Linked DNA regions of Mus musculus: all the other regions are linked to region 6. A link is a contact called in public HiCAR-type, HiChIP or PLAC-seq and promoter capture Hi-C data. All regions are on one chromosome and are shown on one strand. Each heading gives the region's core, a stretch centred on a gene start, on an enhancer-like site or on the middle of the called end of the contact. The rest is flanking DNA. Distances are from core to core; before and after follow the strand shown. Region 1 holds the start of Atf6b (activating transcription factor 6 beta). Region 2 holds the start of Dxo (decapping exoribonuclease). Region 3 holds the start of Notch4 (notch 4). Region 4 holds the start of Ppt2 (palmitoyl-protein thioesterase 2). Region 5 holds the start of Zfp81 (zinc finger protein 81). Region 6 holds the start of Rgl2 (ral guanine nucleotide dissociation stimulator-like 2).

The links. Promoter capture Hi-C pulls out the DNA fragments that hold promoters and counts their contacts. HiCAR-type assays count read pairs that join an accessible place to other places. HiChIP or PLAC-seq counts read pairs in DNA pulled down with a chosen protein or histone mark.
Region 1: a promoter capture Hi-C map of liver shows a contact between it and region 6, with 4 times the contacts expected there. The contact joins the promoter of Atf6b here to the promoter of Rgl2 in region 6. A contact is called at or near these places in 1 of 39 promoter capture datasets (liver) and 1 of 115 datasets of contacts at active chromatin or transcription factors (astrocytes).
Region 2: a contact with region 6 is called in a promoter capture Hi-C map of liver, with 5 times the contacts expected there. The contact joins the promoter of Dxo here to the promoter of Rgl2 in region 6. A contact is called at or near these places in 3 of 39 promoter capture datasets (erythroid cells, hippocampal neurons and liver), 2 of 484 Hi-C or Micro-C datasets (cortical neurons and embryonic stem cells), 3 of 115 datasets of contacts at active chromatin or transcription factors (cardiomyocytes, embryonic hindbrain and forebrain) and 2 of 9 other capture datasets (liver and pancreatic islet).
Region 3: an H3K27ac HiChIP or PLAC-seq map of microglia shows a contact between it and region 6, with 7 times the contacts expected there. The contact joins the promoter of Notch4 here to the promoter of Rgl2 in region 6. A contact is called at or near these places in 3 of 115 datasets of contacts at active chromatin or transcription factors (bone marrow-derived macrophages, microglia and pancreatic cancer cells) and 2 of 9 other capture datasets (adipose tissue and liver).
Region 4: a HiCAR-type map of astrocytes shows a contact between it and region 6, with 3 times the contacts expected there. The contact joins the promoter of Ppt2 here to the promoter of Rgl2 in region 6. A contact is called at or near these places in 1 of 39 promoter capture datasets (liver), 3 of 115 datasets of contacts at active chromatin or transcription factors (astrocytes, embryonic stem cells and pancreatic cancer cells) and 1 of 9 other capture datasets (pancreatic islet).
Region 5: a contact with region 6 is called in a promoter capture Hi-C map of second pharyngeal arch cranial neural crest. The contact joins the promoter of Zfp81 here to the promoter of Rgl2 in region 6. A contact is called at or near these places in 3 of 39 promoter capture datasets (cranial neural crest, second pharyngeal arch cranial neural crest and stem cell-derived epiblast-like cells) and 1 of 115 datasets of contacts at active chromatin or transcription factors (microglia).

The regions. Positions count from the first base shown.
Region 1 is chr17:34,643,978-34,649,130 of GRCm38.p6, forward strand. It overlaps Atf6b (activating transcription factor 6 beta), which reads left to right and starts at 3,169. Exons shown (of 18, transcript NM_017406.4): 1 at 3,169-3,339; 2 at 3,683-3,762; 3 at 4,242-4,320; 4 at 4,600-4,691; 5 at 5,141-5,153. The coding sequence starts at 3,237. It overlaps Fkbpl (FK506 binding protein-like), which reads left to right and starts at 837. Exons shown (of 2, transcript NM_019873.3): 1 at 837-976; 2 at 1,268-2,840. The coding sequence starts at 1,283. The coding sequence ends at 2,326.
Region 2 is chr17:34,834,596-34,839,467 of GRCm38.p6, forward strand. Dxo (decapping exoribonuclease) reads left to right here and starts at 2,424. Exons shown (of 7, transcript NM_001163770.1): 1 at 2,424-2,621; 2 at 2,798-3,159; 3 at 3,306-3,541; 4 at 3,631-3,850; 5 at 3,953-4,088; 6 at 4,218-4,312; 7 at 4,392-4,591. The coding sequence starts at 2,804. The coding sequence ends at 4,542. Stk19 (serine/threonine kinase 19) reads right to left here and starts at 2,308. Exons shown (of 7, transcript NM_019442.3): 1 at 2,182-2,308; 2 at 1,835-1,971. The coding sequence starts at 2,281. It overlaps Skiv2l (superkiller viralicidic activity 2-like (S. cerevisiae)), which reads right to left. Exons shown (of 28, transcript NM_021337.2): 28 at 4,631-4,872. The coding sequence ends at 4,810.
Region 3 is chr17:34,562,087-34,567,251 of GRCm38.p6, forward strand. It overlaps Notch4 (notch 4), which reads left to right and starts at 2,209. Exons shown (of 30, transcript NM_010929.2): 1 at 2,209-2,423; 2 at 3,215-3,296; 3 at 3,387-3,682. The coding sequence starts at 2,360.
Region 4 is chr17:34,624,901-34,629,498 of GRCm38.p6, forward strand. Ppt2 (palmitoyl-protein thioesterase 2) reads right to left here and starts at 2,535. Exons shown (of 9, transcript NM_001302396.1): 1 at 2,425-2,535; 2 at 1,905-2,095; 3 at 1,559-1,712; 4 at 936-1,031; 5 at 737-844. The coding sequence starts at 2,087. It also overlaps a transcript of Prrt1 not described here.
Region 5 is chr17:33,356,549-33,361,206 of GRCm38.p6, forward strand. It overlaps Zfp81 (zinc finger protein 81), which reads right to left and starts at 2,330. Exons shown (of 4, transcript NM_207541.1): 1 at 2,186-2,330. The coding sequence starts at 2,188.
Region 6 is chr17:33,926,965-33,931,926 of GRCm38.p6, forward strand. Rgl2 (ral guanine nucleotide dissociation stimulator-like 2) reads left to right here and starts at 2,930. Exons shown (of 18, transcript NM_009059.2): 1 at 2,930-3,080; 2 at 3,281-3,477; 3 at 4,762-4,845. The coding sequence starts at 3,322. It overlaps Tapbp (TAP binding protein), which reads left to right. Exons shown (of 8, transcript NM_009318.2): 8 at 1,176-2,326. The coding sequence ends at 1,187.

The DNA of each region.
Region 1 (5,153 bases), core at 1,919-4,418, 720 kb after region 6:
TGTCAATAACACCAAGAACAACATATGCCAAAGTAAGGTGCTTAGATAATAAGGGGTTCTCGTTCCCGGAAGAACTGTGCTGGTCCAGCCGGTGCAGGCAGTTTGCCCAGCAAGGCTGAGTCACAAACGGGATCTATCTACACCTTCTGTAGGGAGGAGGAGAGCTGTTCTCTGCCGCTCCTCTCACTGGAGCATGGGATACCAGTTACACACGAAATATATAGGACAAACTAAGCTGGTGCGGAATGAGGTCACTGAGGGATCACACTGCTAGCGGGCTGGAGCACTATCCAAGAATCGCAGGCTCCATCTGAGAGTTTCGAAATCCAGGTCTGCAATTTAATATATTTTCTCATGATGGACATGCTCATTCGAGTTTGAAAAACACTACGATTCTGGATCAGGGGGCTCAGTTGAAGGGCAATGATGGATATGTGGCAAAAGTCAATCAAGGATGAGCCAAAATGGACAGGGGTTGATTTCAGCTAAGATCTCTGAATTTGGGTATAATAACAGGGGAGGGTCTGAAAGCAGCTAAAATCTCAGCCTTTACATTTGAACTGAAGCTCGAACTTAGGGTCTTTACGCATGCTTGGTAAAGCTCTCTACCACTGCTCTCTCTTCCTCAGCCCAAGTTTCCCATTTCTGGCCTTTTTACATTTTGACTAAACCAGTCAGCCAGATCTTTGTCAACCTCGGTTCGATTTGGCTAATTCTATTGCTTAGGTCTAGTCCGGTTGCTAAGGTATGGCGCTTCACGGTTGCTAGGGAAATGGCGTCACCATAGAGGCGGGACAAGGAACCTCTTCGTGCTCCTGATTGGCCGTCGTGTTAGGGACTAGCTTCTCCGTCTCTGAGGGCTCGAGAGCTGATAGAGACTCTCAGCTGCTCCCAGGCTGCCCTTCCAGGCCTCAACATCATACACAATGCAACAACTGTGACTTAGGCCGTCCTGCTATGCTCCTTGGTCTCTCAGGTACTTTTTGACCCGGTCAAGTGCCCATAGTTGGGGCGACTACCCGAACCATGGGGAATTACAGAATTTATAGTTCTAAACTAGACCTGGGTGGATTCTAGCTTGGGAAGGGGGGAAAAAAAGGAGAAACTTTTAGCACTACGAGGAGTCTTAACTAGGAATTCTGGAATTTACATGGTTTCGGTTTTTTGTTTGTTTGTTTGTTTGTTTTTTTCACCTGCTCAGGTCTGAACTACACTTGACCCATCACTTTCCAGACTAAACTGTTCTTTCCTTTATCTGTTGTGGAAGGGATCAGGAGATCCAATGGAGACCTCACCTATCAGCCCAATGAACGAGAAGAACACCGCTCAGCCGCAGCAGCGGGAAGAGAACGCCCAGCAAATCTTAAATACAGCCATTCCGTTTAGGCAGCGGTCCCCAGGTCTTCTCCCTGAAGCCCTGAAGGTGGGAGTGAGACCGGATCCAGCCAATCAAATTGTAGAGACTCAAGAGATTGAACATCCCGTGGCTGGATTTGAAGGTGACTCTGATCAATTTCAAGTCTCAACCAATGAGATGGCAGAGCACCTCCAAGCTTCTGATCTTTGGTACTGTCCTGATGGGAGTTTTGTAAAGAAGATCATAGTCCCTGGCCATGGCTTAGACAAACCCAAGCTAGGCTCCAAATGCCAAGTGTTGGCTTTGGGATTTCCTTTTGGATCTGGGATGCCAGAGGGCTGGACAGAACTAACCATAGGCATAGGACAATGGAGGGAAAAAATGTGGGGGGAACTCATGGAAAAATGCCTGGAGTCTATGCGTCAAGGTGAGGAGGCAAAGATTCACCTTCCTGGATCCTCTGCACCTCTTGCTAAACTCAGACTGGATTCCTTCACCAATGGCCGGGACTCCTGGGAGATGGAGGCTATGGAGAAGGAGGCTCTGGCCAAAGAAGAACACAGAAGGGGTACAGAACTGTTTCGAGCTGGGAACCCTCAAGGGGCTGCCCGATGCTATGGACGGGCTCTCCGACTGCTGCTGACGTTGCCCCCACCCGGCCCTCCCGAACGAACTACCCTTTATGCCAATCTGGCTGCCTGCCAGTTGCTGCTAGGACACCCCCAGTTGGCAGCCCAGAGCTGTGACCGAGTGCTGGAGCGGGAGCCGGGCCATTTAAAGGCCTTATACCGAAGGGGGGTTGCTCGGGCTGCCCTCGGGGACTTGGAAAAAGCCACTGCTGATTTCAAGAAAGTGCTAGCAGTAGATCCCAAAAACCGTGCAGCGAAAGAGGAGCTGGGGAAGGTGGTCATTCAGGGAAGGAAACAGGATGCAGGGCTGGCTCGGGGACTGCGCAAGATGTTTAGCTGATTAAAGGAGACAGGAACCCGCGAACTGTGGTCTGTGTTGTGGAATTTTCAAGGGCCCCGAAGGAAGTTGTTTGAACTCGTATCTCGTTCTGACCTACAGGGAGTTAGCGACGGTGTCAGTGAGCCACTTGGTGGAGGGAGTCCCGGGAAGCGTATCCACCTCCGAGGATAGGAGAGGTTGTCTATTTGGGACTGGCTGTGGCAAACGCCAGAACTTCCGGATGTCAGGGAGTTGCATCCCAGGGAGGTGGAGTTACAAGTGGTTGCGTGTCGCCAGGTGTGGGTGCTGAGAATGTAATCCAGACCCTTATAAGAGCAACAAGCACTTTCCTTTTGGGTGGGAGGGTTTGAGACAGGGCTTCTCTGTGTAACAACCCTGGCCGTCCTGGAGCACACTTTGTAGACCAGGCTGAGATCCGCCTGCCTCTGCCTCCTGAGTGCTGGGATTAAAGGCGTGCACCACTACCGCCTAGTCGCAATAAGCAATATTAAACTGCTGAGCCATCTCTTATCCTAAATGCTGGAACTTTGCTCATTCGTTTATTCATTAATAATTCATTCATTATGCGTGTGCCTTCATGAGTTTATGGGCACCACATGGGTGCAGATGTTTGCGGACAACTGCTCAAGCATGAACACTCTAGCCCAGATGCCGGAACCCTAAGTGCTAGGAACTACATTTCCCACAATGCTAGTTTCTGGGGCCTGTACGGCGCACGCACAGTCTCGCCTGGATCGGTAAAGCGGCTGACCCGTGCCATTGGCCCGGCATGCACAGTCATTGCTCCTTCGTGTCACGTGTTCACCAACTAAGCCTCTGACTGGTCATCAGGACTTCCGGGACGCCGGTTTTCCTCAGCGAGCTCATGGATTTGCCGCGGCCGGGAGGAGGCGGGCCGGGGAGCCGGCTCATGGTGGGGGGTGGGGGGAAGATGGCGGAGCTGATGCTCCTCAGTGAGATCGCCGACCCGACGCGCTTCTTCACCGACAACCTGCTGAGTCCGGAGGACTGGGGTGCGCGGAGTGGGGCCCCGGGGGAGGAGCGGGCTGAGGCTCGCCATGGGCCCGAGGCACGCGGGAAGGCAGCAGAGGGTGAACGAGGAAGGCTGGGCGGACGCCGAGCCCATCCTCCGAGGGAGAGCGCAGCGGGACTCGCGCTTCCCCGGGATGCGGGAGGAGGGAAGACCTTGGTCTCCCGTGGGAGCACGGGGCTGCCCGGGGTCAGGGGAGAGGGGCTGGACGCCTTAGGGTGTAAGGCTGAGCGAGTGGGCGGGCGGTGGGTCTGGCCCGGCCGAGCCAATGAGGGATGGAGCCGGGGCTGGCGTGCCACCCTCCTGACACGCGGGCCTCCATGCAGACAGCACCTTGTACAGTGGCCTGGATGAAGTGGCCGAGGAGCAGGCACAGTTGTTCCGTTGCGTGGAGCAGGATGTCCCGGTATTGCTACCTCAGAGTTTCTCTTATGACCCTTGGTGGTGGGAGGGCGACCCCAAACTTGGAGTCATTGCCAAGCCACAGAGCTCATCAGGGTGTCACCCCTGCTCATGTTAAACTCGAAAATTTCGAGGAGAAAGACCAGTTTCAAAAGTCCATTGGTCTAATTGGCTCAAGTTTTATTTTAGAGGCGCACCCGGGACTAGCCAACTAAGTCAGGATTTTAGAGAGCAGCCCCTTCTGGCCTTTTGGGATCCTTCTTATGGGGTACAGATAAAAGACTGACAGCTGTGTGTCTACAGGGGCGAGAATAGGTGGTTAGTGGTTGTTAGTAAAATACAACGAAAGCAAAAGAGAAACATTTTTTTCTGTAAACTATGGAGCCTTGACACAGTGGGCGTCTTAATTTGCAAGCTGTGTCGCTCCTGTTTTGCTGTCGTACTTTCTCACCTTCCTGCCCGCTAATATGTCCCACTGCTTAGTTTGACAGCAGCTCTCTGGATGTGGGGATGGATGTCAGCCCCCCTGAGCCCCCTTGGGACCCTCTACCCATCTTCCCAGGTAAGGCGCCCTTAGGATTCCCCTCATCTTTCCAAATGCCCTTCTCTTCCCACTGCTTCCCAGAAACTAACATCCCTGTGTGCTCCTCCCTGTGATCCCTGGGGTGTTGTCTGCCCTTACTCTCCTGCCCCACCTCAGCACCACGCTACAGGCAATGCTAGGCTCTGCTCCTCCGTTACTCATTTCTGCAGTGTTGGTTTGGCACAGGCAAGACATGGTCTCAGCCCCGAGCCTCGTCCCCAGCCTCCCTGCTTACCTCGGAACTTTTCTCCCCCCCAGATCTTCAGGTGAAGTCCGAGCCATCCTCTCCCTGCTCGTCCTCCTCCCTCAGCTCAGAGTCCTCACATCTTTCCACAGAGCCCCCCAGCCAGGTGAGAGCCATCTCCCCTCTGGTTCTCTGTGGCTCCTCTCATAGGTGCTGAGGTACTGTTTGTGTGCTGTGAGTCATGAGGCGGGTGGCAGTCTCTTTTTAGTCACCGTCCCCTCGCTTTCTGCCCTTCTGGTCTGGTTGTATAGAAGGGAAGACAGGGGCCTTTTGAACATGCAGAGAGACGGCAGGTGAAGGGCTTGGGAAAACAGTTGATGAACGGCTGAGACTTTGCAAACTGTTCTTGCCCAGGCCTCCCACTGTAATTCGATATTTGTGATCATGAGAAGATAATCGAACAAAGAGCCTGGGCAGGCTAGGCGGCGTGTCAGGACCACTTAGCGCAGGGCACATTTGTTTGGAGGGCTGGAAGCTCTGGGGTCTTCGTTCTTACTCTTCTTGGTTTCTTTCCCTCATTCCTTCCACCTCCCTGCACCACCCTGCCTCTCACAGGTCCCTGGTGTAG
Region 2 (4,872 bases), core at 1,174-3,673, 910 kb after region 6:
TCTGTCTGCCTTTACCTCTAGAGCAATGGGATTAAAGCCATATGGCAGTACACATGGCCAAAAATAATAATCAAATTTAAAATAATCATAAAAAAGATATAGGCTTAAATATGTCCCAGTCAGTCACCGTGGTGCATAGCTTTAATCTCAGCGCTCAGGAGGCAGAGGTAGGTGGGTCTCTATGAGTTCAAGGGTAGCCTGGTCTACAGACTGAGTTCCAGGTCATCTAGTGCTGCATAATAAGACCCATAAAAAGAAAAAAAAAAAAAAAAGTCCCAGTAGAGAATTTAAAACTGAGAAATGAAGACAATAAACTAAGACTTCAATGAGTGTGAAATACTTTAGTACAGCTGAATAAAAGACTATCGATCTGGGGTGGGAGCAATGCTCGGTGGCAGAGTAATTCCTGCTCTTGCAGAGCTCCCACATTCAGTTCCTAGCTCCCACATCTGGTGGCTCACAACCACCTGTAACTTGTACCTCCCCAGCTCCAGGGATCAAGTGCCATCTTCTGGCATCTGAGAGTGCAAACCCACATGTACACACACCCATGCTCACAAGCACATAGCCACAAGCAAATGAAATTAAGCTTTCTGAACAGATTATTAATCTAAGATGAAACTAAACAGTACAATTATAAAAGAAAGCCCAAAACTATTGAACATGGAAGTGTCTGAAGGGGTTCAAAGAGAAGATGTCTATGTAATTTCAGTGCCAGAAGAAAGCAATGAGAGAGGACAAGAGAAATTTCTTAGAGCTGGTGACAGGGCTGAGGAGGTGACTCTGCTGTCAAGTCTGCTGACCCAAGTTCAATCCTCCCCTCTCCAAAGAAAGAAGAGACTCCCTCTAGTTAACCTTCTGACTACTGTAAACCCCAGCATTAGGGAGATGAAAGCAGGAGAATATCAAGTTTAAGGCAGTCTGGGCTACAAATTAAGACCTTGTCTTAAAACAAAACTTGTGCAACTCTGAAAGCTTTTTGTTTAAAGAAAAAAAAAAAAACAGTTATAGAAAAGGAAGCACAGGGGCCATGGCCTGAGGAGGAGGTCAGAAGTCACCTGCAGGAATCAAGGTCAGAAACTCTGTAACAATATAAGGACAAAGCTAAGCAAGAAGGATCTGTGACAGCCTCTAAGGAGGAACTGCCCTAGTTAAAAGGAGCCCAGAGAGGTATGTAGCAGCAGAGAGCCGTTCACAGTGTTCTGACCTTCAACTCAGGCAGAGGTCTGAGAGTTCCTATAAAACAGAGACTGAAATCTGCCCACTGTGGATTTTTTTTGTGTGAAGAGACATGGCCCTGGCTTTCAATCGCCTTCTAAACTTGGCCACGAGGTTACATCACTCCTCTAGTCTCCCTAAGTATCTCATTTAGCCCCTATGCCTTGTGCACCACAGCCTAGAATGATCTGCAGCGTCATAGCCCACTGTCTCATACATCTATAATCTGCAACTCAGTGTACGCACATCAGGCAAGCAGCTACTCGGTGCCTCCCTCCTCTAGTCAATCCCCTAATCACTAACTGATCACTTGGGAAATCTGGGAATTAACACTAGACTCATCTCTCTCCTTCAGTCAATCTCTCTCACCGGTGACCTTCAGTACACCTTTGTCCGCGCTCACTAACCTTCTCTAACAGCCATCACCTGTCAGATGTGACATCTGCCTGCAGTTCCAAACCCCTGGGATTTGCTCTGCATTTGCCTTGGCCTAACGCCTGCTGACGGACGACTGAGTGTCTGAGCGACAGGGACTTGGCGAGTGCCCTCGAGGCTGCGGGTCGGAGGGCCGGGGCTGGTGGGGGGGGGACACGCCAAAGGTCTCCAAGGTGCTCACCAGTTGTAGGTCGGCCACCGTCCGGTCTGGCACCAGACTGTACACTTGGCTCCTCAGCGCGATGGGCGGCAGCGCATCCTCGAACAGCCCCCGGGGAAACAGCTTCACGAGCTCCTCGATGGCCTCGCGCGCCGAGCCTGTGGTGGAGCAAGCGCGTGGTCAGGTCCGGGTGGAGAGCGAGGGTGGAGACAGCGCGGAGGTTCGGACGCCCCAGCCCTCAGAGTCGCTGCCCAGCGCCTGGGTTGCCATGGTTACTACCCTAGGTCCTCCTCCTCCTCCTCCTCCTCCCCCCCCTCCTCCAAGGGTGGATACCCTCGGGCTTTCCGCGCCCAGGTTGCCATGGTTACCTGCTCTTGTTCTTAAAGGATCCGCTCTCACGGGCCCCGGCGCCCGCCTCCGCTTCACCCCAAAAGCCTCAGACGCCAGGAGCCGTCTCTTGCGATTCATAACCCGGATTTCAGGATTCCGGGAAAGGAGTCCCGAAGACCGCGTCTTCCGGCACAGAATAATGACGACGGGCCCTCTGGCTGGTCGTCTGAGTTTGATGACGAAGGCAGCCTCACTTCCGTCGCCCGCACCGCTGCTGATTGGCTCCCGACCAGAGCGCTCACTGGGGCGCGCCGAGGCGCGAGTGGCCCGCCTGGGTTCCCGCTCCGGTGCAGACGGACCTCGCCCACTCCGACGCTGAGGGCGGATGAGAGCGTCATCAGAAACAGCAACTCCGTGTTTGCATCCTTCTCCGGCTTCTGACGTGCGGCCCTGACGCCGTAGCCTCGAGGAGGTGGAGGTCGGTCAGGGTGGGGAGCTTTGAGGTAACCAAGTCTTAGCTTCAACCCCCAAACTCCTCAAGCTCGCCGCGTTCGTTGGTCCGTGGGTGGGAACGAGGCGCCCGGCTCCTGACACGCAGAGCCCAAACCTGGAAGCTCACTCGCTCCTTATCCACTGGAAACGCTTTCCTCGCAGGACCTCATGGAACCCAGAGGGACTAAGAGAAAAGCGGAGAAGACAGAGGTGGAAAAGCCTTTGCACAAACTCCCCCGGGCAGTCCCTTTACTGCGGACACAGCCCTCTCTGTACTCGGGACCCTTCCCGTTCTACCGGCGTCCATCCGAACTGGGCTGCTTCTCCCTGGACGCACAACGCCAGTACCATGGAGATGCCCGAGCCCTCCGCTACTACAGCCCCCCTCCCATCAACGGCCCAGGCCCGGACTTTGACCTCAGAGATGGATACCCTGACCGATACCAGCCCCGGGACGAGGAAGTCCAAGAGAGGTTGGACCATTTGCTGCGCTGGGTCCTGGAACACCGGAACCAGCTGGAGGGGTGAGCCCGGTGCAACGCAGAAGCTGACCTGGTGACCCGGCTTTCTCTTCTGAAGTTGGGAAAGCCAAATGGTCTTTAGTGGGGACTTTGAGTCAACAGAAGTAAAACTCGAGTCAGACCATAAACCCCGCATTCTTCCCTCCCAGGGGTCCCGGCTGGCTGGCAGGGGCCACGGTGACATGGAGAGGGCACCTGACAAAATTGCTGACCACGCCGTATGAGCGGCAGGAGGGCTGGCAGCTGGCAGCCTCCCGGTTCCAAGGGACACTGTACCTAAGTGAGGTGGAGACCCCGGCTGCTCGGGCCCAGAGGCTTGCACGGCCACCCCTCCTCCGGGAGCTCATGTACATGGGCTACAAATTTGAGCAGTACATGTGCGCAGGTGAGAGTCGTCGCAGCCGTGCGGTCCCTCTCCCCTTCCACAGAGGTCGAGATCCCCTTCCTCTGCTGCTGCCTTCTCTTCTTGTGCAGACAAACCCGGAGGCTCCCCAGACCCCTCTGGGGAAGTTAACACCAACGTGGCCTACTGCTCTGTGCTACGCAGCCGCCTGGGAAACCACCCTCTCCTGTTCTCCGGGGAGGTAGACTGCCTGAACCCCCAGGCTCCTTGCACACAGCCTCCCTCCTGCTACGTGGAGCTCAAGACATCCAAGGAGATGCACAGCCCTGGCCAGTGGAGGAGCTTTTACAGGTTCTGGCCGGGGCCGGGACTGACGGGGGGGGGGGTTGGGGGGGGGTTGGGGGGGGTTGGGGGGGGTGGAGGGTCCTGCTGACCCTTTGCCTCTCCCGTCAGACACAAGTTGCTGAAATGGTGGGCTCAGTCGTTCCTCCCGGGGGTCCCACATGTTGTTGCCGGCTTCCGGAACCCAGAAGGTTTCGTCTGTTCCTTAAAGACCTTTCCTACCATGGAGATGTTTGAAAATGTCAGGGTAAGGCAGGTGTCAGAGTGGCCATCTGTTTCCCCACCCCCTGTACCAAGTCCTCAGACCCAGTGCCCCTTTGCCACCTGCCTTTTCCTCTTTCCACCCCCAGTCTTCTGCCTCTTGTGCCCCCTCCAGAATGACCGAGAAGGCTGGAATCCCTCTGTGTGCATGAACTTCTGTGCTGCCTTCCTTAGCTTTGCCCAGAGCACAGTAGTCCAGGACGATCCCAGGTAAGGCCTTCATGTTTGTGCACTGCCTCTGGATCCCGGCTCAATCTCTGGCTTCACCCCACACCTCTGTCTTCCACAGGCTTGTCCACCTCTTCTCCTGGGAACCTGGTGGCCCTGTCACTGTGTCTGTCCATCGTGACGCACCCTATGCCTTCCTGCCCTCATGGTATGTGGAGACTATGACCCAAGACCTCCCACCACTCTCAAAGACTCCCTCTCCCAAGGACTGAGGACAAGTCTGGGCTCCGTGCAGATAATAAAGGCGTGTTTCTAAGTGGGTCTCTTGCTGTGTCTGAATGGAGTCACCTCTGTTCCAAGTTACCATACTCCAAGCACTCTGGTTTGCTCTTTATTTATATTTTTGGGTTTTTAGGGGGTTTTTTTTGTTTGTTTTTAGTTTTTTCAAAACATGGTTGGCATCAAACTCAAAGAGATTTATCTGCCCCTTCGCTGCTACTACAACCCAGCTTATTGTTACATTTCTATCCACACATCCTTTACTGGGTGTAGAGGCTGGCTGCGAAGACGATGTCCCGCCGTAACAAGGTGGCTGCCGTCTC
Region 3 (5,165 bases), core at 959-3,458, 630 kb after region 6:
TAATGACCAAGTTTTCATTCCATGGTCATCTGTAGGCTCATGAGTTTACTCCCAGTTAGCCTAAGAAAGCAGGCAACCACACAGATGTGTAAGCTCTAGTTCCTGCAAAACAGTTGATCCTGTTGAAAACGGACGCCCTCTCTGACAAGTCTCAATAGGAAACTAGTTGAAGTGACCTAGGGCTTATATGGTAGAGCCCTAGGCAAGCGGTTAAGAGTGATGGGGGGGGGGGGGTGCAGTTAGCTCTGTAGTGGGGCACATGCTTATCACATATGAGGCCCTAGGTTTGATACCAAACATCCCCCCAAAACACCTCAAACATCAGACAGTCTCAAAGTTTAGAGCCATCTGTAAAACCAAATAGCTGACTAAATTCCCAATATAAGGCTAAATATGATTATATATTATAATATATATTATATGATTATATATAATATAGTATATATATATTATATAATAGTATATATGTATACACACACATATATATGAATATATATATATTCATATGTGTGTGTGTGTGTGTGTGTGTGTGTGTGTGTGTGTGTAGTGGCTCAGTGAACCAGGACTGGCCCAGGGTGCATGAAGCTCAGGGTTTGATTTCCAATGCAGTGTAAACAAAGGGGACATCGGTGCACAGCAGTAATCCTAGCAATTAGGAGATGGAAGCAGGAGCATCAGGAGTTCAAGGTCATCCTCACCAACACAGCAAGTTCAAGGCCAGCCTGGTGGGGGTGGGGGCACACTGTCAGTGTTCCTAGCAGGCAGATCCTACTGCAGGCAGCTTCCAGGACTGCTCGAGGCTGAGCAACCTGCTCCTGCAGACAGCTCCTCCACCCTGGGCCGTACCTAGAGCTTGCAGAGCTCCAAGAATGGCTGACTCCAAAGCTGTGCTGGGTCCTCAGGGAGAGTGAGCCCTGGGCATTATAGCACACACTGTAATCCCAGCACTTAGGAGACTGGGGCAGGATGCTCGTGAGTTTGAGGCTAGCCTCCACTACCTGGTGAGTTCCAGGCCAGCCTGGGCTACAGAATGAGACCTTGTCCAAAGTTGAGGTTTTTTTGTTTTTTTTGTGTTTTTGTTTTTTATTTGGTTGGTTGGTTGGGTTTGTTTGTTTGCTTGCTTGCTTTTAATAAAGATAAAAGGAGGTAGCATGAACTTTTGGGGGTAATGAATTCCCTTTATGGTTGTCTTTTTTTATAGATGACTTAAATTTTATGTCTTGACTAACATCTTGACTGTACCCCAGCATCCTTTGTGGAGGAGAGAGGTAGAGGTGGATGAAATAGAGTGTCCCTTTGTTATTGGTAATGACAATATTTTACATTCCTCTCTGAAGGAAGGCCAAGCCTCCAGACTCGTGGTAAAGTATCAGTGTAGAACACGGGAAGCCTGGGTTCCGTCTCCACTCGGAGGAGGGCCCAGCGTCCTGTCCACTCCCCAGGAAAAAGCCAGGCATGGAGTCATGTGCCTGTAACCTCAGCACCCAGGTGGCAGCTGCAGAAGGATCCCACAGGTTCCAGGCCAGCCAGGACGATTCGCACAGCCAGGATGTTGCGCACAGTGAGATCTTGTCTCAAAATACCTTTTTAAAAAACTAACACCCCGGGCTGGTGAGATGGCTCAGTGGGTAAGAGCACCCGACTGCTCTTCCGAAGGTCAAGCCACCACATGGTGGCTCACAACCATCCGTAACAAGATCTGATTCTCTCTTCTGGAGTGTCTGAGGACAGCTACAGTGTACTTACATATAATAAATAAATAAATAAATAAATAAATCTTTAAAAAAAAAAAAAAAAACTAACACCCCCAGAAAGAGCCAAGGAAAGGTCTAAAGATCCCCTGGGTTTGCCAAAGTGACCGGTTTCAGTTCAAGACACGTTGCTGCTCCTTTGAAAAGAGGGTGTGTCACACCAGAAACTGAGAATCCTCCCCTTGTCCCAACACCTCTGTCTAAGACCTGCCCTTCCTGGGTCACAGTAGCATTCCCTTGCCACTCCCAGTCCTGTGAAAAGGAAGCCGTATTGACCATTAAAATGACAGGAACTCCCCCATTTGGCTGACCCCCCACCCTGGGCCCTAAGAGCAAACCAGCTCCCCTCCCGGCCAGCCACGCCCCTCTCTTACTCTCCCTTGTCTTCCTTCACACACACACCAACCTCTCGCTCCCCCCACCCCCCATCAGTAGGGTGTCCAGGACATTGTGTGACTCAGGAAACAGCTCAGACTGAGGCGTGCAGCAGGCTCAGGAGGAAGAAGGGCGGTAGAGGCAGAGGAGGTGGCCTTGCCTGGCCACAAGGGCTCTGAGGGTCCCTGCCTGAAGAGGGAGAGGAGATCCGGGCCAGGGGCAGGCGCTCTGGAATGCAGCCCCAGTTGCTGCTGCTGCTGCTCTTGCCACTCAATTTCCCTGTCATCCTGACCAGAGGTGAGGGGGTGGGGGCATATCTCTCTTGGGGAGATGCTTGGTGAGGTCAGGGAAGAAAGCCAAGTCCCAGGCTCTGAAAGGACACTGGAGGGAGGAGATTCTGTCCCCTCTAATGGGGACAACCTGCAGGGAGGGCTGACTGACTCCGGGGCTACAGGAGACCCAGGTTTGTGCCTGGTGCTAGGGGTGGTGCCTGCTGTTGGGTGGGAAGGAGGGTGTCCATGCCCAGGGAGAAGCCAGCTGGTTCTGAAGTAAGAGGAACAGACAGACAAACAGGAGAAAAAATGGACTGCCTGATATGGGGAAGAGAGGAGTGAGAAGCAAGAGATGGAGACAGAGAAGAGCCCACCGGCTCCCTTTCTGTCCAGATGTCCCCAACCCCAGTGGCTCATTGCTGGCCTTTCCTGAAGGAAATCCCTTAGGTGTCTCAGCCATTCACATCCCAGGAGCGCTCTTGGCTCCCTCCTAAGCCCTGTTGCCCTGCTTCCGGGGGATGGAGCTGGGCTGAACTTGGGAGACTGGAGAATAAACAGGAAAGGGGTGGGAAGAATAACAAGCTATGAATGGAAGGCCTGGGACAAGGCTGGGACAAGGGGACCCTGTGGAGACTGGGACTGGGGTGTGAAGGAGAGAGAGAGAATGATAGAGCACCATGCACCTGGGTAACATGGGGTGGGGGAGTGCTGAGCTGCTGGTCAGTGGCCTGTAAGGAGGACCTGGTGGAGGAAGGGCAAGCCATCTGGAGACCCTTGGACCCTGGGCTCCATCTCATCTTCCAGTCTCTTCTCCAGAGCTTCTGTGTGGAGGATCCCCAGAGCCCTGTGCCAACGGAGGCACCTGCCTGAGGCTATCTCGGGGACAAGGGATCTGCCAGTGAGTGTGCATCATAGGAGCGGGACCTGGGGAGACAGGACGGGGAGGAGGAGGGGGAATCACTGGCCTGAAATGTCCCTCTACCCCTAGGTGTGCCCCTGGATTTCTGGGTGAGACTTGCCAGTTTCCTGACCCCTGCAGGGATACCCAACTCTGCAAGAATGGTGGCAGCTGCCAAGCCCTGCTCCCCACACCCCCAAGCTCCCGTAGTCCTACTTCTCCACTGACCCCTCACTTCTCCTGCACCTGCCCCTCTGGCTTCACCGGTGATCGATGCCAAACCCATCTGGAAGAGCTCTGTCCACCTTCTTTCTGTTCCAACGGGGGTCACTGCTATGTTCAGGCCTCAGGCCGCCCACAGTGCTCCTGCGAGCCTGGGTGGACAGGTAAGTACAATCAGGAGGAGCCTGTAAGTCATTCTTGTTGCTGTGACTCAACTCCCCACAATGGCAGTAGCTGCCTGAAGGAAGGAAGGCTTTATCCAGGCTCAAGGTCTGAGGGTTCAGCATCCTGGTAGGGAAGTCCTGGTAGAGGTGACAGCCTAATATTGAACAGAAACCCAAAGCTGCCAGATCATACAAGATTTACAGTCAAGAGCAGAGAGAACGGCAACACCCTTGCTTGCTTGGTCTCATCTAGCGTTCTCCTGCCATGCATAGTTTGAGACCCTCACCTAGGGAATGATGCCACGCATAGGGAATGGTGCTGCCCACAGTGGGCTGAGCCCTTCTGCATCAATTATCAGTCTAGAGGATCCCAAAGACAAGCCCACAGGGCAACCTGACCTAGGCAATTCCTCAACTGAGGCTTTCTTCTCCGGTGATCTGGGTTGTGGCAAATTGGTAGACACAACTAACTAGCACACAGACGTAGATAAGTGCTGGTACACGGCTTGCTTGCTTTTTATGCAAGTCCGGAACAGCAATACGGGAATAGTGCTGCCCACATTCAGAGTAGCTTTCCCCACTTCAATTTTCCCAATCTGTAAACTCCCTCAAAGACATACCTTCTGGCCACTGCAGGTGTTGGGCACACATGTGGTGCACAGACATACAGACATATGCAAAACACTCGTAAACATGTAAAAAAAATCTGTAAAATGGAAAAAAGTAAAGAACGGGACAGTCGGGCCAGCAAGACTGCTCCGTAGGTAGCACCTGCTTCCAACCCTGGCAACCTGAGTTCAATTGTGGGATCCACACAATACCATGGAAGGAGAGAAACAAAAGAGTAGAAAGCAGGGCTGGAGGTGGTAGCTGAGCTGGCAGAGTGTTAGCCCAGCATGCATGGATGCCAGCATTTGATGCAATGGTGCATTATTCAGCTGCAGAGGCTGGAACACACGCCCATACTCAAGAAGTAGATGCAGGAGGATCAGCAGCTCAAAGTCAGGCTGGGCGGTGTAGTAAATCCCAGCATTCAGGAGGCAGAGGCAGGAGCATCTCTGTGAGTTAGAGAGTAGTGTTGTCTACAGAGCAAGATCCAGAACAGCCAGGGCTATGTAGAGAGACCCTGCGTCAAAAAAGGAGAAAGAGGAGAAGTTTGAAGTCATCTTTAGATAATGCTGATATTAGATCTTGACTTAAAGAAAACCAAAATGTGAACAATAATAGCAACAACAACAAGAAATTCACTCAGAGAGGCAAAGTGACCCAGCAGGGTACCACTGCAGGGAACCCTTGTCCCAAGCAATTTGTAAAACTCCCACTGTTAGCTACATGTGCTTTCCAAAGTAGAGGGTGTGAGCAATCCACACACAAGCCTCCTACCTAATGTACAGCAGAACAAAGACAGGCCAGGGAGCACCAGGGTAAATGGGCTTGAGAAAACAGGTGGGAGACGGGGAACGCAGGCAGGGCTCCTGCACAC
Region 4 (4,598 bases), core at 1,285-3,784, 700 kb after region 6:
CAGAGAAACCCTGTCTCGAAAAACCAAAAAAAAAAAAAAAAAAGACAGGGTCACTCTGTAGACCAGGCTGGCCTTGAACTCAGAAATCTGCCTGCCTCTGCCTCCCAAGTGCTGGGATTAAAGGCGTGCACCACCATGCACGGCTTGAGAAACCCTGTCTTAAAAAACCAAAAACCAAACAAACAAACAAAAAAATCAGGCATTAGATGTTAAATAATTGACTATAAAGATTTATTAACCTGCTCTTGGAAATATGCCACTAGCCTTGGGTGGATGCCCCTCTGAATACATCCTTTCAGAGTTGTTACGCTTGGATGATTTCTATTAATCATCACATGTTCTGTTTGTGAGTCAGTGAATATATTTTTTCAGAGTTCTAATATTTGTTCTTTTAATGTATAAGATCCCCTGCTTGAGAGCTGCAAAACACTCAGATTCAAACTGCCTCTGTGTTTGTTTCTGTTTGTCACTACCAAATCCTTACCCACCTAGGCTTCGAGGACCCTCATTTCAGGGACCCCCTATACCAGACTGGGGTGGTCCATGGCAATAAGCCATTTTTTTTTAAATTTTTGCATCAGACTACACTCTTTGAGGCAACTGGCTGGTTTGCACACCACATTCTGAACAGTGTCTATTTTATAAGTGTTAAATGGAAGCGATTGCTTTGGTTATGTCAGATTGGGAGCAACAGGCCTCATCCTCCGTAGCACCCCGACCACGGAGGCCCACTCACCGTGCCAGTAGTTGCAAATGGAAAATTCCTGGCCCCAAGGACTATAGCAGACCCGATAGAGGTTAGACCGCATGGACGTGGGGAAGAGCCATTTCAAATAGTCCGTGTCTGAAAGAGAACCGCCATGCCAAGGGCCATCAAATCTCTGTGCCCCGAACACACTATACTGCCTTCTATGGCACCCACAGTGCCCACTCACCTCCATACTGGCCCATCTGTGGGGAGGAGAGGGAGATGAAAGAGTCCACATTGTGGTTATCCATGACAGACAGCAAAGCACGGCACACCAGGCCCCCTGGAAGCAGAGCACCAGTGTTGGAAATGGTCTTTTAGGTTGATTGATTTATTTCATGTATATGAGTGCACTGTCCCTGTCTTCAGACACACACACCAGAAGAGGGCATCAGATCTCATTACAGATGGTTGTGAGCCACCACATGGTTGCTGGGAATTGAACTCTGGACCTCTGGAAGAGCAGTCAGTGAGTGCTCTTAACCGCTGAGCCATCTCTCCAGCTCCGAAAGGGTCTTAAGAATAGCCACTGGAGTGATCCTTACTTCCTGTCTCTCAGAATCCCAGGCCTCCGATACACTCCATTCCAGCACGGGTCACAGGTCACATGATGGAGCCATGGTGCGAGTTTAGGCCTCTGACCAACTGAAATGCTTTTAGCTGCTCTGTAATTCCTTAAATCTAAGAACCATGGCCAATGAGCACAGAAGGAACCCTCCCTCCCACTCAGGACACAAACGCCAGAAAGTAGGCCTTAGATAAGGGTCAAGCTCAGACGGGGGTTGGGAGTTAAGAGTGTGCGTTGCTTACCCTGGGAGTAGCAGATGAGGTGCACTCCTTCAGGGGCCTTTTCCATGATGGGGACCACAGCCTCTCGGAACCCTTGTACCTGTTCCCACAGGGGCCGCAAACTCTCTCTGCCATCGAAGAGATCAAGCACTGTCACCACAGTCCCGGTGTGTGTCTGTGGGAAAGGGGCAATGCGGCACTAGGTTGGACAAAGTGTATTCACTGTGCTTGCAGGAACCCCCATCCCTCAGCTCTCCCCGTGCGGGGAGCAGTACCCTGAAAACTAGCCTAGAGGGGCTGGCTGTCTTTCATCTGCCCACGCTTCCTCCCCCAGCCACTTTATATCCATTCAGTATCCCCCACAGACCTCATTGATATAGTCCAGCAGGTGGCGGAAGCTGTATGAACTGTCAAAGAGCCCGTGCACCACGATCACGGGCTTGTAGGACCCGCGGTGGGCTGCGGGGGCTGCGGGCATCAGCAGCGGCAGGAACGGCAGGAGAAGCAAAGCCCAAGCCGAAGGAAGCCTCTGCCTCCATAGCCCCGGCATGCTCCCACCTGAGAAGGAACGAGAGGCCGTGAGGGAGACGACGCCTCTCCACTCCCAACAGACTCACAGCAAGCAACTCTCCGGCCTCCGCTCCTACTCCTGGTCCGTATGAGGGAAGGCTACTTTTAACTTACTCCATCCAGATGGCTCGGCACAAACACCTACCACCTCCATGCACCAATGCTCACCCTAAGTCCCGCCCCCAACTTGGCGCCCAAGGGACTTTGTCCCAAGGCCCAGGATCTCCCTTAAGCATCACCTCGGCCATTCACTACTCTGGGATCTGCAAAGGCCGGGGAACAGCGGCCCAGGACACACGGAGAGTGGAAACTCCCACCTGGTCTGTGTCTGGAGGCTTCGTTCCGCCAGCTGTTTACTTGTACCTAGTCTGTAATCCACCGGATACGGGGATAGGGGGACAAGGAGAGCGCGCAGTGGGATGACGGACGGGGCGCGGGGGGGGGGGGGGGGGTGCTGCTCGGGGTCGCGCAAAGCCGTCACGTCCGGGACTTTCCCTGGCAACAGGGCGAGCGTCCCCTGCAACGCGGACAGCGGACCGGAGGGGCAATGGAACATTCCATTGCACCCAAAGAACTGGGGAGGAAATAGACAGAGCGATCCATTTAGCCGGATGGGGAGAGGCAACAGCAGAAAAAGATAATACTGGGTTTCTAAAGAAGGCATTCCTAGGCTTCAGCTGCATCCAGCCACCCAGGGGTGCAACTTCCCCTCCTTAATGCGGCCCACTTTCCAATCCAGGCTGTCTGGCTTCGTAGCAGAGCCCAAGAAAACGTGCGAGGGGGGAGGTTAGGACTGACGAAAGGCGACTCCCGCTTCTATCGCTGGACGCCAGGCTTGTGTTAGGCCAGAGTGCCAGGCCGATCACAGCTGAAGAGCCCCTCTTCCCACTCCTGCCTGCCCTCCCGCTCCGGATCAGCGCCTTACAACTCTTCACTTTGAAGTGCGTGTTGTGCCCTTGTCTCCGGAGACGCCGAGAGTCCTCCAGGCCCCTCAAGTGAAGTGCAGCCTGACCCAGTTTCTCTGGCCCTACTTTTATCTCCGCATTCACGACCCACCCTCCCGGACCCACCTTATATGGGCGTGGGGCCCCGTGGGCTTCAAGGACTCACCACAGGATTTCCACCAGTCTTTCAATCCTGAGCGACCCCGACAAACTGCTCCTCAGATCCCTGCGGGCTGCTGGCGACACAAACCCTGCCAGTGCAGGCAGACTTCCTCCCCGCTGCGGGCGCTGGCACCACTCGGCCTACCCGTGACCCCTACGGCGCGCCGGAGTGCCAGGGAATAGCCTTTATCCGTCAGTGCTTTTACTTAGCAATTAAATAAGTTTGCAGGGTTTCTGAGCTTCAAGGCCTGTACTCAGGGACTTTGTTTAATCTGAACTTAATAAAACCAGAAGCGTGTATTGAAGATGGTGTGGGAGGGATGGGTCCAAGGTTCCCTCTGATCCATGCACGGTTGAAAAACCAGAACCACCGGTATGAGGCCGTGGGTAAAAATTTCTCAGACCTGGAACGGGCTCAAGCCAGGGCTTTGGAGACTGCTCTCCAGGACGCCACCAGAGGGGCTTTGTCCTAGAGCAACTGTCTCTGGAGAGAGTTGGAAAATCCTAAAGGGGTGTTTCTGATTCTCCTGCTAGGTTTCTGCAAAAAAGGCTCAACTGGTGTAACCTCTGTAGAGGGCCTATCCTTACCCCACCTCCCCACCCACGCCCTTACAAGACACAAAAAGCAAATAAAAAGAGTGGAAGTCACCGCTGTGTCTTGGGTTGACTCCGGGGGTGGATCTGCGTCTTGGGGCAGGAGGAGGGGGGAGAGAGGGAGTGCTTTAAGGAGAGGTTGTGACTGCTGACTGGACCAAGAACTCTTCAGCCCCCAACAAGCACGCTTTTCCAAACCTGCCTGTCACAAACAAGCAATTAGAGCTTGCTTCCCTCTGATGAAGCATTTCAGCTTCTTATAACCCTAGAGAAAGAAGGTACCTGTGTACCCCCACAGGCGCTTTCTTTTTCTCCTTTTCTTTAGCCACAGTCAGCATCTTACCTCTATTGTCAGGCTGTATATGGGGGAGGGGGGGTCTGAACCTCTTGGTTCCACTCTTTGTACAGTTCTGTCTCACACCTGGAGAAACCTAGAACTATCTTGCAGGATGTTCTGAGGGAAACTGAGGGAGCAACCCCATGGATGAGCAGGGACTGCTTGAACGGGGTCTGGAGATAAGTGTGGTAAATCCATTGAGCTGGCTTCTTCTCACAATATAATCACTACAGCGAGTCTTTGCGGGAGAGGCTCTAGAGATTTCTCCCTCCCTCCCTCCTTCTCTTAGTCCCACCCGCCTTGCCTGGTCTTGCCTCCCGGTTTCCATGACAACTCCAAGGGAGCTAAACTGGGGGCTTGACTGCCAGGGTGAGAGGAGGAAAGAGGTGGTCCAGAAGCAGAGAGAAACCGAGTTTTTCGGGGGGAGACTTCTGAAGCTCTCCCCCATCCCTGC
Region 5 (4,658 bases), core at 1,080-3,579, 570 kb before region 6:
CTCAGAGACTGAAGCAGTATGCATAGGGCCTGCACAGGTCTGCATATATTATGGTTTCCAGTTTTTCATTGGGATTCCTGAGTGTGCATGGGAGTGAGTCTCTGATTCTTGTGTGTTCTCTTGGGCTCTTTTCCTTCTGTTTGTTTTGTCCAATTTAGATATGTTAATTTTTGTTATCTTACTACATTTTATTATTCTACCTTAGAAACCTGGTTTGTTTTTTTTTTGTTGTTGTTGTTGTTTTTGTTTGTTTTCCTAATGAGAATCAGAAAGGGAACTGTGATGGGAAAGGGAGAAGAAACCACAATCAGGATATATAAATATATAGGTAGAAAATCTATTTTCAAGTGGGAAAACAAGACAGTAGCAAGAGGTAAGCTCATTCATACCTCTCATAGCTACAAATGTTTACATACAAATGCAAAATAGGAGTAAAAACAAAATAAAACAAAAAGCAACCTGAAGATTAACATAAGAAAGAAGCCAGTCAGCAAAGGAAGATCTTAAGCCCTTTCTTACTGGGGCGCGCTCAAGAAAAGCTCCTGGTATATAAACTGGATGTTTTGCAAATGTCTCACAACATGTCATGGATCACATTTTCTCAGACTTTGTCTCTGGTGTAATCCTTCCGTGTATGAAACAAGACCCTGTAAATCAGGTCCCCTCTGAACTCAAATCCAAGTCTCAACACTTAGAAAATATGCTTTCCTTAACACCCTTGGCTTCCTCACTGTTTCTCTGATCTCCATGTTGAACTTAAAAGGCATCCTTTTGTTTTGTTTTCTCGCCTAACCACAAATGCCAATATTTAAAGCTTGCCTGCCCTGTTTTCTGCTTTCCCCCTCTCAACCTCAAAAACTCGATTAAATTTTCCTCTGGTTACCCTCCAAGTTCATCTTCAATTTAGAGCCAAAAAAGCTACCGCGGCTTCCCATACACACACTGAGAATTCAGAATGCCGAATAAATAGTTCAACTTAATGGCTCAAACACAAGGTCTTAGGAAAACAACAAAATGTCAGACTTAAGAGCAAAAGACAGCAAGAAGTAAAAAATAAGTTGAAAAATTATTGAAATTGACTCAAAGAATACACACAGTCAATGTCAATCTCAGAAATGGTTCTTTTAAAAAACAGTAAAATAGGCAAAACTGTAGTCAAGCTAACAAAAAAGAGGGAAGAGACAAATTAATAAAGTCATAAATTAGGGGAGGTTGCAAGAGACTAAAAAAAAAAAAGACAGGAAAAAAGAAAAGCAGTGGACCATTTGGTAGTATTTTGAAAAAAATACCCCCCACGAGGAAAAGAAATATATGCAAGAAATGGTTTGATTCTGAGTCGCATACAACAAGCTAAAATTAAATCAAGAGGATATAAACAACTTACGAATATTCATAACGATGAGATAGAAACAGATATAACCCTCTCATCCCTTCTGTTCAAGTCCACAGCCAAAGAATCTACCACGTTTTTGTTTGTTTTTACAATTAAATTATTCATCCCATCTCATGCTTTTTTTTTTACAGCCAGCAATGCTAGAAGAAAAAAAAAATTCCCCCAAATTTCACCTGTGCCTAGACAATTAATTGCCCAATTGGTTGGTGAATCCAAACAATTTTGAAGCAAATTGAAAATCCTCTCTTCCTTGCAAGCCGGAGCATTCCTCCCACTCTCAGCCCAGAGGGAGCAAACAAATCCTCCTGCATTAACGCTAACAGCAAAAACCAGGATGCGGGATAGGTTTACAGTTCATTGGTAAAAGGATTGCCTAGAATGAGCAAAGCCTGAGGTTCGATGCCCACGAAGGAAGGAAGGAAGGAAGGAAGGAAGGAACGAACAGCGTTTATCAAAGCCCCTCACAACAGTCTAAATGCTACAGAGCATCACGCCAACTCGCCAGCGATGCAGTCTGGAGAGGCGCTGTCTCACCCGAGAGCACAGCGGACTAGAAGACACTGCTTCAGAAGGGGGGCGGGGCAGGGCAGGGCCGGACCGACAGGACCAGACCCCAGGCTCCCCGCTGCCTGCTCTGCACGGAATTAAAACGCACGTGGGTGAGAGGGCGCGGGTGACAGACTCCTGCACAGAATCAGGCGAACGTCAGTGCCGCGGCACCACACAGGGACAAAGCCTCCGCGATGTCACCAACGTGCCACGCACGACTCCAGGAACACAGGGCACACTCACCATTTCCTGATTTCACACGCGAGCAGTGTGCTTCCTAAAGGGCCTACAATCAGCAGAAGGGACAGCGACTCAGGCCAAGTCACCACCTGCCTCCCTGGAGCTACACAGGACTCAAACAGGGCGGCAATGGCGGCACCCTCTGACTATCCATGCTCCTCATTGGGCAGTTCATGCAGGAAAGTAACAACGTCCCTGATTGGTGAACGGTACCGACCCGCCTCTTTAACTCTTTTCAGCGCGTTTAAATGGAACTCACCCGGCAAACTGACTACAGAACCTCCCTAACTCTGGCTCCCCCAAACCCCTGGAGTAAACCCGGAGTATATTTGGTGTCATTCTATTTAAAGAGAATATACTTCGGGGTTTTTAGAGCACACATTTAGTTCTTCGTGTGAGTTCCTCGTGCCTTTCCGCTTACTCACACTACTTTTTTTGTGAACATTCAGGACTCAGTGACATTAGGACAAAGCCAATGACACACATCCCTACCTCCAGTTTTAGCGATAGAGGCTTGGCCGGCTTTTTACGTGGGTTCTGGGGATCCAAACGCAGATCCTCATGAAGGATAATCAGGCATTTTACCAACCAACCCATCTCACCAGCGCTTCTTTGGGCTTGTACTATAGGTGGTCATTACGCTGCTTACTGTACAGTGTTTGGGTTTTATAACGTACAGAGAATGCTGAATTCAGAATATATCTTCAACATGAAGAACTTGTGCGGTGGTTAAGATTAGAGATGCATTTCACCAAACTCCTAGAAATAGTGTTTGTGGATTTGGTTTATTTCGGCTAGAACTTCAATGTGGCTGTAGAATACACTGTCCCACTTCTGAATATTAAGATGTGGAGCACTTGTTACTCTTACAGAGGCCCTGGGATTGCTTTCAATCATCCACACGATCGTTTGAAAACATCTTAACTCCAAGAGCTTCATCACCTTTTTAATTCACAGGCACCAGGTTCTCACATGGTGCACATACATACATTCATACACATATAAAAATAATCTTAAAATTTTAAAAGAAGTATATATGAAACCAGATATAGGAGAAAGAGTCATTATAACTTTTAAGAGAGAATGTAAATTAATACAGACACAAAAATAAAGTATGAAGATTTCTAAGAACAAACAAACAAAAACAACTTAAAATTGTTTAGCATGGTGGTACAGACCTTTAATTACAGGACTTTGGAGGCAAGAAGTTAAAGGTCATTGTGAAGAAAAGGAAGAGGAAGAGGAGGAGGAGGAAGAGGAAGAGGAGGAGGAGGAGAGAGAAAGAAGGAAGGAAGGAAGGAAGGAAGGAAGGAAGGAAGGAAGGAAGGAAGGAAGGAAAGAGAGTTCCAGGACAGCCAGGGACACACAGAAACCATTCTGAAAACAAACAAACAAACAAACAAAACCTCAAAACTAAAGGTCACAAACTAAAACCAGCACCCTTTGCTAGGAAAGAGAAAGGAAAGAATTTTACTATACATAAGAAATGAATGGACATGGACTGGAGAGATGGCTCAGAAGTTAAGAGCACTGGCTGCTCTTCCAGAGGTCCTGAGTTCAACTTATAGCCATCACACAGTGGTTCATGACTATCTATAATAGGATCTGGTGCTGTCTTGTGGCCTGTAAGCATATATGCATACATACTGTATACACAATAAATAAATCTTAAAGAGAAATGCACATTAATGTTTATTATAGCACTGCTCAAAAATAGCTAAGCTCTGAAATCTGCCAAGATCTTGTTAAGACACAAATAAAGAGAATATAGTGTATGTATGTAGGCATAATTTTTTCAGCCTATTTTATTTTTATTGGTTATTTTATTTATTTATATATCAAATGTTATTCCCCTTCCCAGTTTCCCCTCCACAAGCCCCCTATCCCCTTCTCTCTCCCCTTGCCTCTATGAGGTTTCTCCCCCACCTGCCCACCCACTCCTGCCTCAGTGCTCTAGCATTTCCCTATCCTGGGCCACCAAGACTCCACAGGACCAAGGGGCTCCCCTCCCAGTGATGCCAGATAAGGCAATCCTCTGCTACATATCCATCTGGAGCCATGGTTACTCTTTGGTTGGTGGTTTTGTCCCTGGGAGCTTGGGGTGGGGTGCTGGTTGGTTGATATTGTTGTTCTTCCTATGAGGTTGCAAACCCCTTCACCTCCTACAGCCCTTACTCTAACTTCCCCATTGGGGTCACTCAGCCTATTTTAATAAATATTCAACCTTTCTTCTTGCCCACCACCCACCAGAGGCAGTGGAGGAGAAAAGTTATTAGGATATGAGAGAAGTGGGCCTGTTTAGGAATAGTTCTTTGGGGTGAGTTCACTCTTCTTTGTCAAAAGTTCAGAAATGAATGTTGCTTGTAGCAAACACCAAATATGAATCATCAGTTTCAGTCCAGTTCCCTTGGCAGGCAAACACCATACATGAACCGCAGCTTCAGTCTAGTCCTCTCGGCAGGCAGATACCACACAC
Region 6 (4,962 bases), core at 1,680-4,179:
ACCAGGTGTGTTGGCAGTGCTTCCAGGCCAGGCCAGGCCTAACACTTCAGAGCCCTGTGCAGAATCCTGAGTTCAAGGCTGCTACACAGAAACCTTGGCTCATGGGGGAGAGAGGAGTTAAATGAAACAGGTAAAATTTAATCACACATTTTATTAAGTTTCTGTTGATACAGGTCTCATGTAGCTCAGGCTGCCCTCAAGCTTGCTACATATTTGAGGATGACACTCCCCCTCCCTCCTGCCTTGGCTTTTTGAGACAGGGTTTCTCTGTGTAGCCCTGGCTGTCCTGGAACTCACTCTATAGACCAGGCTGGCCTCGAACTCAGAAATCCACCTGCCTCTGCCTCCCGAGTGCTGGGATTAAAGGCGTGTGTCACCACTGCCCGGCTTAGAAGTTACATTTATTTGTGTGGGACTGTGTATACCACAGCAGACATGTGGGGGTCAAAAAACAATTTGTGGGACTTGGTTTTCTCCTTCTACCCCATGGGTCTTGGGGATCACACTCAGAACGGCAAGTACCTTTACCCCCTGGGCTACCCCACTAGCCCGTCTTTCTTCCTCTTAAAGATTTTCCCCTATGTGTGCATATGAATGTGTGTGGTGTGTTACCACACATAAGGTTGGATGTCAGAGGACAACTCTTGGGACCAGTTTTCTCCTACAACCTTGTACGATCCTGGATCAAACTCAGACCAGTGATTGAGTCTGCCTGCTGAGTGTCTCCCAGCATAAGTTTTTAAAGTGCAGAAGACAATCAGAATTTATTACAGGGTAAAGTGGGATACCATCAAAGCATGAGAATAGGCAGCAAAGAGACTGTATGGAGGGAAAGGCTCCTAAAGTGTGACAGGGAGTGGCCTGGGAGACCACTGTGCGGCAGTGGCCAAGTCCGGCTCTGACCTATCCAGGCAATGTAAACATGTAGACAACATAAGGACTTCCAAAGCTCAGAGCACAGCCCAGGGGTGGGGTTTGCTTGGATTCTCAGCTGACCCACTGGGTCTTCTGGAAGACTCAGGAGCGAGGACACTCATGACCATGTCTGGCCGGTGGGAAATGACAGCCCCAGCCTGCTCCCACGCCTGTAACTGTGAGAATGTTTCTACATTAACTGGGAGAAACTCACTTCCCTCCCAACACTTCCAATTCCCCACTTCTTTCTTCTCTTGCAGAAGTCACAGTAAAGAAGTTCTCGTCTGTGGAAGCCACCCTCATCTCTGGCCCAGATGACTCCAGTAGCCCCTGCCCCAGAACAACAGCCTTCTTCTCTTCTTCTCCCTCCATTGAATAGCTCGGATTTTTTTTTTTAAGGTTTTTTTGTTTGTTTCAATCTTTCTTGTTTTGTTCTTGTTTTTAGACAAGGTCTCTCTATGTAGCCTTGGCTGGCTGTCCTGAACCCTCACCAAGCCAACCAGGCTGGCCTCGAAGTCCCAGAGATCCACCTGTCCCTCTGCCTCGGAGTGACAAACGGCACTGGACACCATGCCTAGAGGTCTTTTTTTTTTTTGGTTTTTGGAGACAGGATTTCTCTGTATAGTCCCGGCTGTCCTGGAACTCACTCTGTAGACCAGGCTGGCCTCGAACTCAGAAATCCGCCTGCCTCTGCCTCCCAGGTGCTGGGATTAAAGGCGTGCGCCACCACCGCTGGACTCGAACTAAACTTTTAAGATGAGAAAAAAGCGAGACTTAGCGCCACACTCATTTGATGCCCACAGTCGGGAGGCAGAGGCAGTGGATCTCTGACATTTCCATGCCAGCCTGATCTACAAATAGGGAGTTTCAGGTCAGTCGGGGTTACTTGGCGGGGCTTTGTTGAGAGAACTAAATATAAGAACACACATGCGTAGAGTCCCAGGGTTGAGAAGAACCAGTGTATGCGCCAGAGAGGCGGGTTCATAACCTGTGGCTCACAACCCCCTTTAAGTCCATCGGAAATACCAGACATTAGGATTCACAACAGTAGTAAAGGCAGTTACGAAGTAGCAAAGAAAATAATTTTACAACTTGAACTGCGTTAATGTTAAGAAGGTTGAGAACCACTGGCCAGGGGATTAGGACGAAAGGTCTTCATAGCATCTTAAGATTCTAGAGACCTCAGGGACAGCCCACAGCAGTAGTCTAGAGACGGAAAGGTCCATGTGTCTCCCTCGCGGACTAAAGCCTACCTCTCCAGCTCTCCATTCCTACCACAGCTTTTCTTTTGCCTGGTCCACCTTTACCATCTCCGGGCCTGGTGGGTCTCGGCCCTTTACGAATGTCCCCGTGTGGTTCGTCCTCTCCTGTTCGCCGGTCCTCGTGAGCTAATAAAGTCTTTCCGAGTTTCCATGCGGGCCTCTCATTCTCCCGTTTCCAAGCACAGCCAACCTCGGTCACCTCCCGGTCCTCGTCTCGCACCCGGGAGACGACATAGCCACCGTGGGAACCGCGCGCGCTCGGGCGCACGGTGAGAGCCGGACGCCCGGAGCGACGGACCCGAGTGGAACCGGAAGCGCCGCACTAGCCGGCTTCCGCCCCCTCCCCGCGAGTGGGCGGGCATAAGGGCGGCACAGAAAACCCGGCGCGGATTCGCTCCGTTGCACTCGTGCCGGGGCGGCAGTGTCATTCTCGAGCTGCAGTAACGGGGTCGCGCCACTGCTAGGGCACTTTCCTCGGCAGTTGCAGCGCCGCTCTGGTTAGAAAAAGTGACTTAAAATTCCGTGTTTGCCTTCCTGTGGAGGCTTGAGACAGGACCCTGGTCTCCAGCGTGTCTGCTGCGAGACGCGGGCTTCAGAGCCACCGAGTGGGGCTGCAAGGGACAGCGGAGTAGTGCACCTGCAGCCTGCGTCCCAGCCCCTGGCGTCCAGCACTCCCCTAGTCGCTCTCCCTGGCTCCTGTCCTCACTTCCTTCCCTTTTTGGCTCCTGCTGTCGGGCGGACGCGGGGAGGGGGGAAGCGGAAAGGGCGGGAGGGCCCGGGAGCCCGGCGGGGTGCAGGAGGGGGGCATCGCGGAAAAGCCGGGGAGGGGACTCGGTAGAGGGCCAGAGACCGACAAGAACAGAGGCCCGGGACCCGCGCGCAGCCCTCGCCCTTCCCGAGCAGGTCAGAGCCGGAGCACCGGGTGACCCTGCCCATTCCGCACTAGTTAGCCCCCAAGTCCCAAGCAAGCACCGAGGGCTTGGGTTTCCCCACTCCCGTATCTCCCTCCCCCAGCCTTCCTCAGGGACTCCCACCTAGGTCCCTTCTTGTCCGTCTCCCCCACGCCCGTCTGACTCCACCCAATCCCACCCGTCTCTCCCCAGGCGCCCCCATGGCCCGACCCCGCTGATTGCTTCTCTCGGCCATGCTCCCGCGGCCCCTGCGGCTGCTTTTGGACACGACCCCCCCCGGGGGAGTCGTGCTGAGCAGCTTCCGGAGCCGGGACCCCGAAGAGGGTGGGGACCCAGGTGGCCGGGCCGTGGGCGGGGGGCAGGAGGAAGAGGATGAGGAAGAAGAAGAGGTGAGACGCGGGTGGCGGGAGGCAGGGCATTAAATATTTCTGAGACTCTCCTCCTTTCGGTGTCTCTGGGTCCCTCGGTCTCTTCCTCCCCGCCTCACTCGCATCCCGCCCGCCACACTCTCTCTGGATATCTGTCCCCTGGCTGCGGGTCCTGGTGTCTATGAAGTTCGCCCTGTCTGTCTGCTCGGAACCTGCCCGTAGGAACCTGCCGGAACCAGAATGGCTGGCTGGCAGACGGGCTGACTGTGCCTGCGGGGCTCAGGCCCTCTTTGCCCATACCTGCTTAGACGGGTGCCACTGGGCAGTTGTATCTTGGTCCCTGTCTCCCTCCTCGTTTTTTGTTTGGCTGGGAGGGGTTTGTTTCCACAGTAACCAGCTCCTCAGACTCTAGGATTGGGGAGGGAACCCTCAGATTTCGCCGCCTCTTCCCCCACCCCCTGGTGCTCAATAGAGGGCAGCAAGCCAAGAGGTTCCGGCACCTGGAGAGATGATCCCGGGATAGGTAGAGCGTGGTCATCTTCGTCCAAAGAGACTGATAGGATGTAGTCCGCAGCAAGATTTAGGGATTCAGGAGGGTCCAGAAGTTAGATTCGGAGCCCGAGGATCCAGACTCCTGGGCCCCGACATTGGTAAAGTTAGGGTGACTAGCAAGGCTGGTTTTTCGGGATCGGTCGGGGGAGGGGCTAGGGCCACATGACTCTGAGTCTACCGCCCCCCCCCCCCATCATCCTTACTTCCCCTTCTTGTAACTGGGATTGGAGCCGCCACCTTCAGGGGGTCCCCAGTGCTGAGATTAAGTGGAAGCTGTATTGGGGACCTGGGGAAAAGGAGTCTCTGCGGAAGGACTAAATTTGGGCTCCTCTGGTTCTGTCAGGGAGGGCGGGCCTTGTGAAGTTTCAGCTTCTCTCTGCTTCAGGTCTCTCTTCCTTTGGCTTTGTGCCTCTTCGGGCGCGCTCTGCTCCTGACTTTGCGCCCTGCTTTTCTGCGTTGGGCTCAGCTGTGGGACAAGGGGGGTTGGAGGTGGCCAGAAGAGGGGTTCCTGCATTCAGTTGAAACCCTCACTGCAACCTCTTCCATCCCACCGAGCTCTGAGGTGGCCGGGGGGGCTGTCTGAGCCCCAGGGTGGGGTAGACCTGGGGTCACCAGTACCCTCTACCCCTCGCACTCGCTGGTATTGTCCCCCGCCATCACAGGTGAGGGGTGCAGAGGGAGGAACAGGGCCTGGGGACAATGGCTGGGGACTGGAGGTGCTGTGGAACTCACTTCCTCTTCTTGCTCCTCCAGGCTTCTGTGTCAGTCTGGGACGAGGAGGAGGATGGTGCGACCTTTACTGTCACAAGCCGCCAGTACAGGCCTCTTGACCCCTTGGTGAGATCACGACTTTGAGGTCTTGCCTCTCGGTTTTTAATTTAATATTTATTTATTTATTTTCCGGAACATTAGGTTGAAGAAGTTCTGGTAGTGTGAAGGTAGTTCTGTGTTGTG